Regions from separate parts of the Gossypium raimondii genome. Here region 1 is linked to region 2. A link is a contact called in public Hi-C data. All regions are on one chromosome and are shown on one strand. The core of a region is the stretch at or near the end of the contact, and the rest is flanking DNA. Distances in the headings are between cores, read along the strand shown.

Region 1 (6,437 bases), core at 151-2,650, 150 kb after region 2:
TGAAAATTGTGGAAGGGCTGTTAATTTAATACGAGTCAAACTGTGCATTCAAATCTAATGAATTACAGAAATTTCCGAAACATTTGCCAGGAGAATGTGTGGAGTGAAAGAGTGCTAAGCGGGCATGCAAGAACAATATAAAAATCTTCAGCACCCAATGAAATGAGAGATACTGCATAGATAAGGAGGGGATTACGGAATCTCTACTCTCAAAACTCCCTATATAAACCTTGAGTATTTGCATTCTTTCTATCATTCTCAAAACCTTCCATCACCCAAGAAAAGTTCTCACTTCACAATCACAATGGCCGCGGCAACAATGGCCCTCTCTTCCCCATCCTTTGCCGGAAAGGCTGTCAAGTTCTCTCCTTCCACTCCTAAAATCCAGGGCAATGGGCGTGTTTCCATGAGGAAAACTGCCACCAAGCCTGCTGCCTCTGGAAGCCCATGGTACGGCCCTGACAGAGTTTTGTACTTGGGTCCACTCTCCGGTGAGCCTCCATCCTACTTGACCGGAGAGTTCCCTGGTGACTACGGTTGGGACACTGCTGGACTTTCAGCTGACCCAGAGACCTTTGCTAGGAACCGTGAGCTAGAAGTCATCCACTGCAGATGGGCCATGTTGGGAGCTCTGGGATGTGTTTTCCCTGAGCTTTTGGCTAGGAATGGAGTCAAGTTCGGCGAGGCCGTGTGGTTCAAGGCTGGATCTCAGATCTTCAGCGAGGGTGGACTTGACTACTTGGGGAACCCAAGCTTGATCCACGCTCAAAGCATCTTGGCCATCTGGGCATGCCAAGTAATATTGATGGGAGCTGTGGAGGGTTACCGTATTGCTGGTGGCCCTCTTGGTGAGGTGACTGATCCATTGTACCCAGGTGGTAGTTTTGATCCATTGGGTCTCGCTGATGACCCAGAGGCATTCGCTGAGCTCAAGGTCAAGGAGATAAAAAATGGGAGATTGGCTATGTTCTCCATGTTCGGGTTCTTCGTCCAAGCCATAGTGACCGGAAAGGGACCATTGGAGAACTTGGCCGACCATCTTGCCGACCCTGTCAACAACAATGCCTGGGCTTATGCCACCAATTTTGTCCCCGGAAAGTGAGGCTAGAGAATGATTTGTGTGTGATGTTATTTGTTGTGTTTGTGGTTTAAAATTGTCGCAAATCAATGAGAGAGAATAATGTGAATTTTATCTCTGTAATTTCGTTCAAAAAGCTCAAGAAATGGGGAAAACTTCCAGGATTATCACTTGTTTCATCGCATGTTTTTAGTTGGTTGGTGTACTTTTATTTGTAAATTCTCAAAATCTGTAATGCTTTTGGAAAGATTTTAATTATGGTGTTGTAATACCATTTGGTATACTGTCAGTAATATTTTTAAATTTTACAAATGAAAATTTTTTAAAATTATTGGTGTATCAAATATTAATTCATATGGTTATTTAAATTAATAAAATTTTAATTTAAAATTAATTATTATTTAATTTAATAAATTATTGAAAAAATATGTAGTTAAAATCAGTGATTTGGAAAGCAAAGGCGCATAGCAAGGGACCAAGCTTGCATCCGGCCGGAAGAAAGAAAGGAACAAAGAAACTTGCATAATGCGACCGCCATCTCTACACTGCAATTTCTTCTCATCTCTCAAACAGGTATCCATTATTCAATCGTATATGGCTACATACAAATATGTGCATGCCTTTTTATATTATCTGAATTCGTTTCCTCAAATTCTTACAGGTTGAAAAAAGATTGAAACTAGAAGAAGACCAACCAGATTCAGGACAACCCCATGTCCCTACTCAATCTTTAAGCACCCCATTTTACCTGCACTTAACCCACCCTTCCAACACCAACATAACCAACAGCGAACCCCCTCAAGCTTTCATGTCTTCTTCACCTCAGTCCGTTTCTACAAATGAAACCCAACCTCAGATTAATCCCCCACATTCCCCCACAACAAGCAAAGACACTGATGATATCGAATATTTGATGCAGCTTTTGGGTTTATCGGATAATCTGGGAGAAACCCAGAAAAGAGAGAAGCACAAAACTGTTGTGGGTGGAGGGAATTCTTGTGGATGTGAGTGTGGATTTTATGAGAAGATTGTTGGTGTTAAAGGGCCAAAGTGTGACAAAGAAGTGGAAAGACTGGAAGGTTGGATTAGATATTTCTCCAGGAATGGTAGTGAGCCATTGAGGTTGGCTTTCTTGCTTATGGCTAAAGCTGCTTTTGAGAGTGCTGATGATTCTGGGTTTCAAACCCTGGAGTTTCCTTCAATTATAGATGAATTTTTAAAGATTGACCCTCCTAAAGACTGACAGTCTGAGACATTACTAGGATTCTTATTCAATGGATTTTCTTCTTTTGCATATCACCATTTAATGTCAGAAGGTAATGGTAATATAAAAATACTTTCTTTTGTTTTGGACTAGCTGATTTATAATTGTACATTTTGCTTGGACTTGCTTTTATATATACTTTTGATTGGTTAATCTCCAAAAATTTATATACATGATATATATAAGTTTGTACATTTATTTAGATTTGCTGATATATATACTTTTAATTGGTTAATTGCCAAAAACCTAAAGACAAAAACAAAGATGCAATCTTTTTCATTTCTCACTTGTGAAGAGTAACTGCTATTACATATATTTATCCTTCCAATACATTAGAATCGAATGGAGTCTGCAGTTATGCTTCTCCAACACAGCAGGGTGCTCAATTCTTCATGAGATTATGGCCACATTTTCATAGTTATTTGCTTTTAGCTTCGAAAGGATAGACAAAACCTCGTTCATGTTGGGTCTTTCCTCAGGATTAGGGGAGGTACAAAACAAGGCTAGCTTGAAAAGTTCTTCCACTGCTTCCATTTGTTTATTGGAATCATTTGAAGCTAGCATAGGATCCAAAACTTGAAGGACTCCTTTGGTTCCAGTAGCAAGGGATTTCTCAACTCGTTGACGGAGACTGACTGGTAGTCCATCCTCTTCCATTAGTCCAGTTGGTCTTTGTTTTGTTAGGAACTCCATGACGACTATGCCGAAGCTGAACACATCCACTTTAGTTGTGACATTCCTCATGTATGCAAATTCTGAATGAGGGCAGAGTAATGTCTCAGTAATCCATTTCTCAGCAAGTTTATAAGCATGTAATTGTTTAAGCATGGTCATTTGATTATCACTTGATCCATTCAAAGATATGAAGGAATTCTAGTGTTAGAATAGTTGAAACTAGACTACATGCAACATGGGAGACCATATCTTTTCTCAAGATGCTTATTGAAAATATTGCAGGGTTGGAAATTTTTCTGGCACATAAGAGAAATGGATGAGTGCTTAATAAGTTGGAATAATTGAAGATTACCTGGTGCCAAGTAGCCAATAGTGCCTTCAAATGCTGATGTTGAAGAAAGGCTACTTCCGTCATGGAGATGGACATCCAGCATGCGAGCTGTTCCAAAGTCACTTACATGTGCGACCCAATCACCATCCAGAAGTATATTGGAAGGCTTCAAATCACAGTGCACAATGGGGAAATCGTAACCAGAATGCAAGTAACCCAATGCACTAGCAACTGAAATGCAAAGATCAATTCTCTTAGATAATGTCCAGATATGAAGATCCATCATGGAGCCATGTATAACACTCTCTAAACTTCCGTTCTCCATGTATTGAAGAATTACAGCCTTCAGCTTCTCACTTTCCCATGCATACCCAAGTACCTTGACCAGATTCTTGTGCCTTAAATGGCTCAAGTTTTTGACTTCTCTGTAAAAGCTCTTATCAGATTCTTTGGAGAACTGATGCAGATTTAAATTTTTTACTGCTATCAGCTGGCCATCTTCCAGCCGACCCTTATACACGGTACTCAAACTGCTTGCTCCAATAATGTTATCTTTGCTGAAGGAGCTTGTAGCATTTTCTAACTCCTCTTTATCAAACCTTCTTAGAACTGCTGCTGTAAACTCTGGTTCTGGATTTTCCAACTTGACTGGGTTACTCTCTTTGGCACGCCAAAGGAGGAATGAAATGGCTAGCACTAGGGTCAGCACTACAGAAACAGATCCAAGTATGCTGAGAATTATTATTGCCTTTTTCAAAAACCGATTTGAACTTCCCTTGCTGCACGACCCGAGAAATGTGTTTCCACAGAGAGCTCTATTTCCTACCAAACTTGACATGTTGATAGTTTTGAATATGCCATTCTCGGGAACATGGCCTTCAAGTTGATTGAATGAAAGATTTAGATGCCTCAAGCTGGAACTATTGGTGAAGCTTTCAGGAATATGACCCTGAAGTTGATTCTGGGACAGGTCTAGTGAGCTTAGATGCTTCAATTTTGCCAAGTTCTCCGGAATTTCACCATCTAATTTATTTCTTGAAAGGTTCAAGCTTCTAAGCATACCCGATTGAGCAAAAGCGTCAGCAGAGATGATACCAGAAAGTTTATTTCCTGAAAGATCTAGAGAAAACAAATTTCTGCAGCCTCTAAGTGTCGTAGGAATGACTCCTGAAATGTTATTGTTTGAGATGTCAATGGCTTGTACCATTTCCAGCATCCCTAGCTCGTCTGGAATACGTCCATCTAAGAAATTGTAGGAGAAGTTTAGATACAGTTGCATCATTTTCATCCCTGCAAACATGGACTTGGGAATTGATCCACTGAGATGGTTGTGAGAGAGATCCAATGTTGAAAGTCGATATAGACGGTCCATTCTATTTGGAATGGACCCATTGAGCTTGTTGTTGTTGAGGTTGAGATATGTAAGAAACTCAAGCTCTGAGACAGCATCTGGAATGGGACCTGTTATCTTGTTGTGCTGCAAGTCTAGATAAGTTAGCTGCTTCAGTTCAAATAGTCTCTCAGGTAGGGCACCTTCCAGAGCATTGTCATGCAGTGAGAGCCCCTGAAGGAGAGAGGCTTTTGATATTTCTGGTGGAATTCGGCCTGTGAAACCATTTCCTGCAAGGGTCAAGGTCATGAGTTGGCTTGAATTGCCAATCTCTGGTGGAATTGACCCTACAAATGAATTGAAAGAAGCTTTCAAAACCTGGAGATTATAGAGTTTGCCGATATCTGGTTTTAACAATCCAGTGAAATTGTTTTCAGCTATACTTAGGAGACGAAGATTTGAGCAGTTGAAGAGGTCATCAGGAATTTCACCTGACATCCTATTTGGCCCTATGGATAGACGTGTTAAATTTGGCAACTGTCCTAAACCTGATGGAATTTTCCCAGTTATCCTATTAAACCCCAAAGATATATACATTAGATGGGTACAATTGGCAATGCTTGGGGGAATTGATCCCTCAAGATGATTGACTTCCAGGCTCAAGTTCTTTAGATTGTAAAGCAATCCAAGATTTTGTGGAAGTCTTCCTGTGAGGGAATTGTAGCTCATTGACAAATATGTCAAATTTGTCAAGTTGGTTATTGATGAAGGAATCTCCCCCTTGAGCTTATTGGAATGCAGGGTCAGTACTTGTAACGAGGTCAAAGACCCAACCTCATCCGATACAGTTCCAATCAACTCATTCTCTGAGAGTCCTAAATGGGTTAATGATTTCAATTGGAATAAGGAAGGAGGAATCGTGGAATTCAACTTGTTTCCATACAATCTTAAAGTCTGTAACTGAACCAGATTTCCAAGCTCGTGAGGAATGGCTCCTATGAACTTGTTGGTGTAGAGTTCAAGGGCAAGAAGTGACCTACAACGACCTAGTTGAGATGGAATTTCTCCCGTGAGTGAGTTATTAAACAGCTGAAGATATTCTAAACTTGACAAGTTCCCTATTTCAGGAGGTATTACTCCAGACAGACGGTTTTCACTTAGGTCTAAAGATTGCAACGCTCCCAACATGCCAATGGATACAGGTATTGGACCTTCCAAATTGTTTCTATATGCTACCAACATTTGAAGATTAACTAGGTTTCCTATGTCTTTTGGGATTGTCCCTGTGAGATTGTTGTAAATGATACCGAGAGCTAACAAGGAAGTGCAGTTGCAAATGCTATCAGGGATGCTTCCATTCAAAGAATTATCACCTAAGTCCAGCATCTGCAGATTTCTAAGGTTACCTATTTCTGGTGGGAATAGACCCGACAGAGAATTATAGTAAAGAATTAGTTGAGTAAGCTGGGAGCATAGTCCTAGTTGAGGTGGTATATGACCTGAGAATGAATTTAAAGTCAAATCAAGAACCTGGAGGCTTGAAAGGTTTCCAAGGAACGGAGATATCTCCCCTTTAAGCTGCTTATCAAGCAGGGAGATTGAAATGACTTGACTCGAGTAAGGGTCACAGGCAATGCCAGACCAGTTGCAGTGATGATTAGCCACCGTCCAATCTGCAAGTGCTCCTAAAGGGTCATGAGTGACAGATCTTTTGAATGCCTGAAGCGCCTCAACTTCAACTTCCAAGCTTGGTCTGGCA
Region 2 (6,364 bases), core at 2,534-5,033:
ATATATAATTAATATAATTACTTTTATAACATAATATATTCGGATCAGATCGGTTAGCTCAAATAAAAATTTTTACTCAAAGCTCAACCCATATAGAGAATGTGCCATGCCTTACTTTATTTAAATCTATTTTGCAAGTCTCATTTTTTTGTCCAAACCCTATAATTTTTTAGATAGACTTTTAGACCTAAACAAGTGACTCAACTTATGATAAAGTTTACAACTAACTACACGCTAAGAAATCCATACCTCTCCTGATATCATAAATCCTTCAAGTTACCTTAATTTTCAAATTTTTTTACAAAAAAGAAAGAAAGAAAGAAAGAAAAAGAAGCAAACAATTCAGAGGCAAAAAATTCTTAGAAGTCGAACTCATAGTAATAGGTATGGGTTCAACACTCAACGGCAAATAGTACACAACTTGAATTGAAAATTTGGAATTTTTAAAAAATAAAAATCCTTTTATTATTCGTATTAAATTAGAGTATTTCTATCTAAAATAATTGAATTATCTCAGAAGTTGATATCTAAAAGCAATTCAAATATTACTCCAAAAATTAATATTTACGTCTGAAATGAAATTAATTCAAATATTATTCCATTTCTAATGTTCGTTTGATTGAGAGAAGTTAAAATAAATTATAAAGCCACCAACTTTTTATTTCTCCAACTTGACCTCCAAATCTCTTTTTATTTGCTCATCTACAAAATTACCATTACACCATTATTCCACACTAGTTCCACTAGCACCATTATTCCACACTAATTTCACTGGCAGAATAATGTTTAAATAAATGAACGACACCACGACAACCTTGTGATTTTACAAAACCCCCCTCTCTATAATTATTTTTTTATTCATTTTACAGTTCATATTTGACCTCTCTATAATTATTTTCTTTATTCGTTTTACAGTTCATATTTGACCTTCGTGGTTACTCCCTTCCTTAACAATATCGTCTCCAAAATACCCCTAATAATATCGTCTCCAAAATTTTAACCAAATGCGTTGCACCTATCACTTATGACATCTATAATCTTAAAAACATTAAGAAGCTCCTTAAAAAATAAAACAAAAATCCACATCAGTGGAAGCAAATAAACACCAAGTGCAACAGTGATCCGACATCAATATCTGGAAATTCACTGGTTACAATCAATAATGTAAACCAGAATCAGTTTAGCCTGATAACCCCAAAGGAAGAAGCCTTACCATTTACATGCTTTTCTGGTGCAGAGATATGTGTTCTGAAGCTTCCACCCATAAAACTTGTTGAAATTTATACAGTCCTACTCTGGAAATCACTGACCCAAGTTTCGATGCCAAATGGTTGGTTTATTCAGTACATATGCCATACAATTCACTTTTCAATAACACAACTCAACGCTACTAATAATATCATATCATCACAATCATGTTCTCGCGTTTCTACACTAGGAATGGGAAACTATCCAATTTCCTTCAAGGGTATTGCTCAACATATTATGGGTATTCAAATATGAGTATGAGGTATACTTTCACTGAATATATATTAAAAAGATCGAGGTATAATTCCCATGTCTAGGTAACATAGGCGAGAATAGAGCAAATTTATACAATTTTAGATGAAGGACAGAGTCAAGAAGAGATAAAAGGCAAAGCTTCAACAGTATGAAATGCCAAGTACCATTCAGGTTTCGCAAATCAACATCAGATAGGTTGGAAAGTAGGACATTATGGAAACGAGAGTGGATTATGGCGTAGCTTTATATCAAAAGGCCTTCTCAAATATTATGACCTCAACTCAGATGGTAAAAGTACCATAGAAGCCTTTGTATTAAGAATCAGATTGCATTTTGCTCCCTTTACTCAAAAAATAGACAAATTAGTTCTTGTACGTTAGATCAAAGAGCAAACTGATTATTCTGTTAAAAATTTCATCTATTTTTACTATTTAAAACTGACATGACTAATGAAATAACCAGAGTTACACGTGACGTGCCATATGTATTTTATTCTGACATACAGAGGCTAGTTTTTAATAGTTGATTAAGTTGTGACAAAATATAATCCGCCTTCTAGTACAAAGATACTTTCACCTAACTCAGACCATTACAGCAACATATCCTCAAAACACACGCAAAAACAGAAGGGATTGTTGAATCAATTACAAGTTCAAATGCAAAGGCTAAGATTGAGATATGAAAACTTGTAGCATTAGCTCAAATTTCGGTATAGACAGAAAAGCAACACATTCATTCATTATGACCTTAAACAACAACAATTCACAGTATTGTAATACTAGATAGGATCATGTCATTTCACTATAAACACGCAATGAAATGATGAATATGGCAGCCTAACCCAAATGTGCTTCACAAATTCAAGCAAAATTAGAGAAGTGGAAGCTAATCAATTAATTACCTAAAAAAAATTCAATGAATACTCAAACCTTAAACCCCCAATCATCACCTTGAAACAGGCTTCTGCAGCACAGCAGTCAAGTAAACTTCCCCATTCTTCAAACCACTTGGATCAGTCTTATTAGCCACTGCCCACTTCACTTTCTTATACCCAAGTTTCCCAATCATTGGCTCATAAACTTCCTCTAGATCCATTGCTTTACTAAAGAACCGATCCAACCACAAGTACCCACCTCCTCTCAACACTCTGTCCACATCATAAAACATAAACTCCATCACCGGCAAGGGTATCCATCGGTTCACTGCCCTCCCACACCGGACCAGATCCATCGTCCCGTCGAAAACCGGTAGCCTCTGCTGCAACGGCACGTGTAAAGGCACCAACCCTCTTGCTGCCACGGCTTCACTGTAAGGCGCATTGACGTTCAATGTGGTGGTCAGCATCGTGACGTTGTAGAAAATTTTCATCAAAGCAGCGAAGGTTCCAGTTCCACCGCCTATGTCAATGCCAAGACGGATCACAGAGTTAGCTGATTTAGCCAATTGCATGAACCGGTTAACGGGAAGGTCGAGCTCGGAAGCGTATTTTAGAAGGGATGAGCGTCGGGCGTTGAGATCGAAGTCTATGGGGTTGTTTTGTAAAAGACAGGCAAAAGATTTACAGGAGTATTTGGTCCAGATGACAGAGGAGTCGGGCAGGGCAGTTGGGAAAGGGTTAAGAGGAAGGGAAGAAGTGGGTTTTGGCGGGGTTTTAGAGAAGCAACGCCGCCGCGGAAGTGGGTGGCAGCCGTTGAGAATAAGCGTTTCTTGGAGGTCGAGATCATAAGGGCAAGTCGAAAAAGGAGTGTAATTCATGTATCTACGGAGAAGGTACGGGTGGCGGTGGCAGGAAGAAGCGATGGGTGCGACTTGGGAATGGAGGATGAGATCATGGGGAACGGGGGAAGTGCGTTTGGAATCAGAGGTGGAGGCAGTGAGGTGATTGATGGTGGCGCGTATGTCGTTGAGGTGGCGAAGGAGGTGTTGAGGGATATGGATAGGGACAGGGGGAGAAGGTTTGGGAGATTGGAAGGTTGAAGAGAGGTGGTAAAGGGAGAGTAGGTTGGTAGCCGCCATGGCTAAGAGGAGGAGGAAGTTGAAGCCCATGGTGAAAGCCATTGATTTGCGCTCTTCCTCCTTACAACAATGATTGGATTACTCTTGTTTCGAATTTCATCAGCTCTCACATGGGAGATTGAATCTGGAATCCAAACAAAAAGGAAAAGGGTGTTTTGTTGCAATTCTTACTATATTTGTCAATGCAATTTGGTCAACATCTCTACTCGTACTCACAAATTACACTTCGGGTGGGTCACCATCTCATCTTCATTAAGACAAGATTTTCTTCCTTTACTATCACTGAATGTGGAGATGTTCATTCAATTAACCAAAGTTTCTTTATATATTTTCAAGCCACTAAACGAAATTATTACTTTTTAAGGATAAGAAATCATTTAGTTTTTGTTTCTCAACTCATTATTTTCTCAATTCAACCCTACTTATTTATTTTCGACACTCGTATTTAGTTCATCTATTTCTCAAATTAAAAAATTCAATTCCAAATGTTGACTTCATTAAAATTTTCTATTAAATTCACTAAAGTGACATTTTAATTTTTTTAAAAAGTACTCGCATTGTATTCATGAAACAATAAAAGAGTATTGCAATGGACGTGAATTTAATATATAATTTTAACGGTATTAACATCTTTTAAATATTACATCATCATTTTAATCAAAATAAAAATAATCAGGCTAATCAATGACCTTGTAAAAGTTGAGGTGCGAATTATGTCAAGAAGTTGAAGTATAAGGATTAAATCTTAAATTTGAGCATAGTATAAAAATCAAAATTGAAAATAATCACCTTTAGCCTTTCAACTACAAATAAATTTTTTAGGATATGATAGTAAAATAATAAGATAACTATCACATATAAGTATGTAAATTATATGGACTAACTAATGTCATTAAATAAGCAATGACCAAATTATGTAAAATTAAAATATAAATACTAAATATCATATATGAGGATAGTAGAGAGATCAAACTGAAATTTTACTATTATCTTATAATGACTAAAAGGAGGAAAAATCATATCATTAGTTAATCTAAATAATTAGCACGGTTAATAAATTTGATAGCCGATATGAATATTTTAAAAAGAACTTATTCCAAATCATCATGCTAAAATAATTTTTTATTAGAATAATATTTTGTTTAAAAGAATTCACATAAAAAATTATGAGAGTAATTATTTGAACTAAACATTATAAAAAAAATAAGATCAAATTATTGTATAAATTTAAATATAAAGATTAAATCTTAATTTTAGGCCTAGAGGGGAACCACAATGATATTTGACCAATTTTCTGTAAAATGCAAAAAGGAAAAAGAAAAGAGAAGGTTTAAACATGTGTCAAGTAGAGGGACTAAAAGTGATATTCGACCAATATTATATAAAAAAAGAAAGAAAAGGAAACTGAACACGTGTCAAGTAGGAAGGTTCAAGGACCTTCCTTATAGATTTTTTTACAGTAATGGAGTTGGATGGTTGATTTATGTAAATATGTTGAAAAAAAATATTTGAAAAATTATGTTGATTTTCTCAAAATTTACTGATTTACTTTATTTTTATAAAGAGAAAGGAAAATGCGTCTTACAAGGCAACTTTTCACTTAGCTAAATTTTTTTTTTAGCAGTTGGAAATTAGAAGTTTATAGATTTACTTTTGCCCATGTTTGAGATTGACATGGTTATAGTTTTAAGAAATATTTGAATTTACGATGGTGCCATGGAGTTGGGTGACCTATAAATTTCATTTGCCATGTGAGTATGGAGCCATCACCCGGGAAGTCGGATCGCGTTGTAACTCAAGGTCCCAGTTGACGGTGATTATACGGTATCGGGTTGAATTATAACTCGGCTATCAAGGGATGGAGCATAAATGGGACTGTAGTTGATGGTGGTTATGTAGGCACGACAACGAGTTCTTTTCATCAGAAGAGGATGCTTTATAAAACTCAAACACAAGTACGAAGAAGAAAAGCGTAGTGGCGTTTCAGTATAATCAAGTAATGAGTCTTATCCATCATCACCGAAGGTAGTGATCTTGTTATTATAACCTATGACAGAATTGGGGTTTAACAGGTTATACTAACAAGGTCACTGCCTTTGGTGGATATGGACAACAAGAATTACTTGATTATACTGGAAAGCCTCTTATGTTTTCTTTCTTCGCACTTGTGTATGGGTTTTATGAAGCATGCTCTTCTAATGAAGAGAAACTCATTGTGGTGCCTGCATTAGCATCGTTAACTACAACCTCGATTATGTTCCATCCTTTAACAACATAACTTTTGTAAACTTGAAGCCTTAGTTACACTTCAACCTGAGACGGTATAATCACCGTCAACTTGGACCTCGAGTTGCAAAGTGATCCCAACTTCTCAGGTGATGGCTCTATATTTACACTATAGGTGAAGTTTGTAGGTTACCAAGCTCTACGACATCATCGGGAACCCAAAAATAACTTAAAACTATGACTATGTCTCACTCAAAGCGAAAGAAAAATAAATATTTAAACTTAGAAATTTCAACACACAAGAAAAATAAAAACAAAATAATTTAGGATATTGAATTAAGGGTCTGGGAACATGTATTTATATATGGGAAGGGGCGAGGTAAAAGGGTTTTTTTTATCCCGAGAATCTTGGGTTGCAATGTATAAAATTTATCCTCAGAATCTTAGGTTGAAGGGGCTTAGAGGCAGAAGCAATCAAGTTGGCCTGGAGGTTGAAATGGACAGAGAGAAAACACTCCCTGTAGGTGGCTTTTTCATCTAACATGGCAGTGAAAACACTTCTTGTAGGGAGCGTTTTCCACTAACATGTCAGACATATGGATGGAAAACGCGTCCTTTA

The links. A called contact is a pair of places that touch in the nucleus more often than the background predicts.
Region 1: a contact with region 2 is called in a Hi-C map of leaf, with 2.9 times the contacts expected there. The contact joins the promoter of LOC105772966 here to the promoter of LOC105774026 in region 2. A contact is called at or near these places in 2 of 2 Hi-C or Micro-C datasets (both in leaf).

The regions. Positions count from the first base shown.
Region 1 is chr6:46,080,761-46,087,197 of ASM2569854v1, forward strand. It overlaps LOC105772966, which reads left to right and starts at 1,401. Exons shown (of 2, transcript XM_012594503.2): 1 at 1,401-1,651; 2 at 1,740-2,495. The coding sequence starts at 1,604. The coding sequence ends at 2,321. LOC105772964 (chlorophyll a-b binding protein of LHCII type 1) reads left to right here and starts at 190. Exons shown (of 1, transcript XM_012594502.2): 1 at 190-1,257. The coding sequence starts at 305. The coding sequence ends at 1,102. LOC105772963 (LRR receptor-like serine/threonine-protein kinase FLS2) reads right to left here. Exons shown (of 2, transcript XM_012594498.2): 1 at 3,370-6,437; 2 at 2,590-3,097. The coding sequence ends at 2,733.
Region 2 is chr6:45,930,868-45,937,231 of ASM2569854v1, forward strand. It overlaps LOC105774026 (probable methyltransferase At1g29790), which reads right to left and starts at 3,784. Exons shown (of 1, transcript XM_012596332.2): 1 at 2,216-3,784. The coding sequence starts at 3,561. The coding sequence ends at 2,449.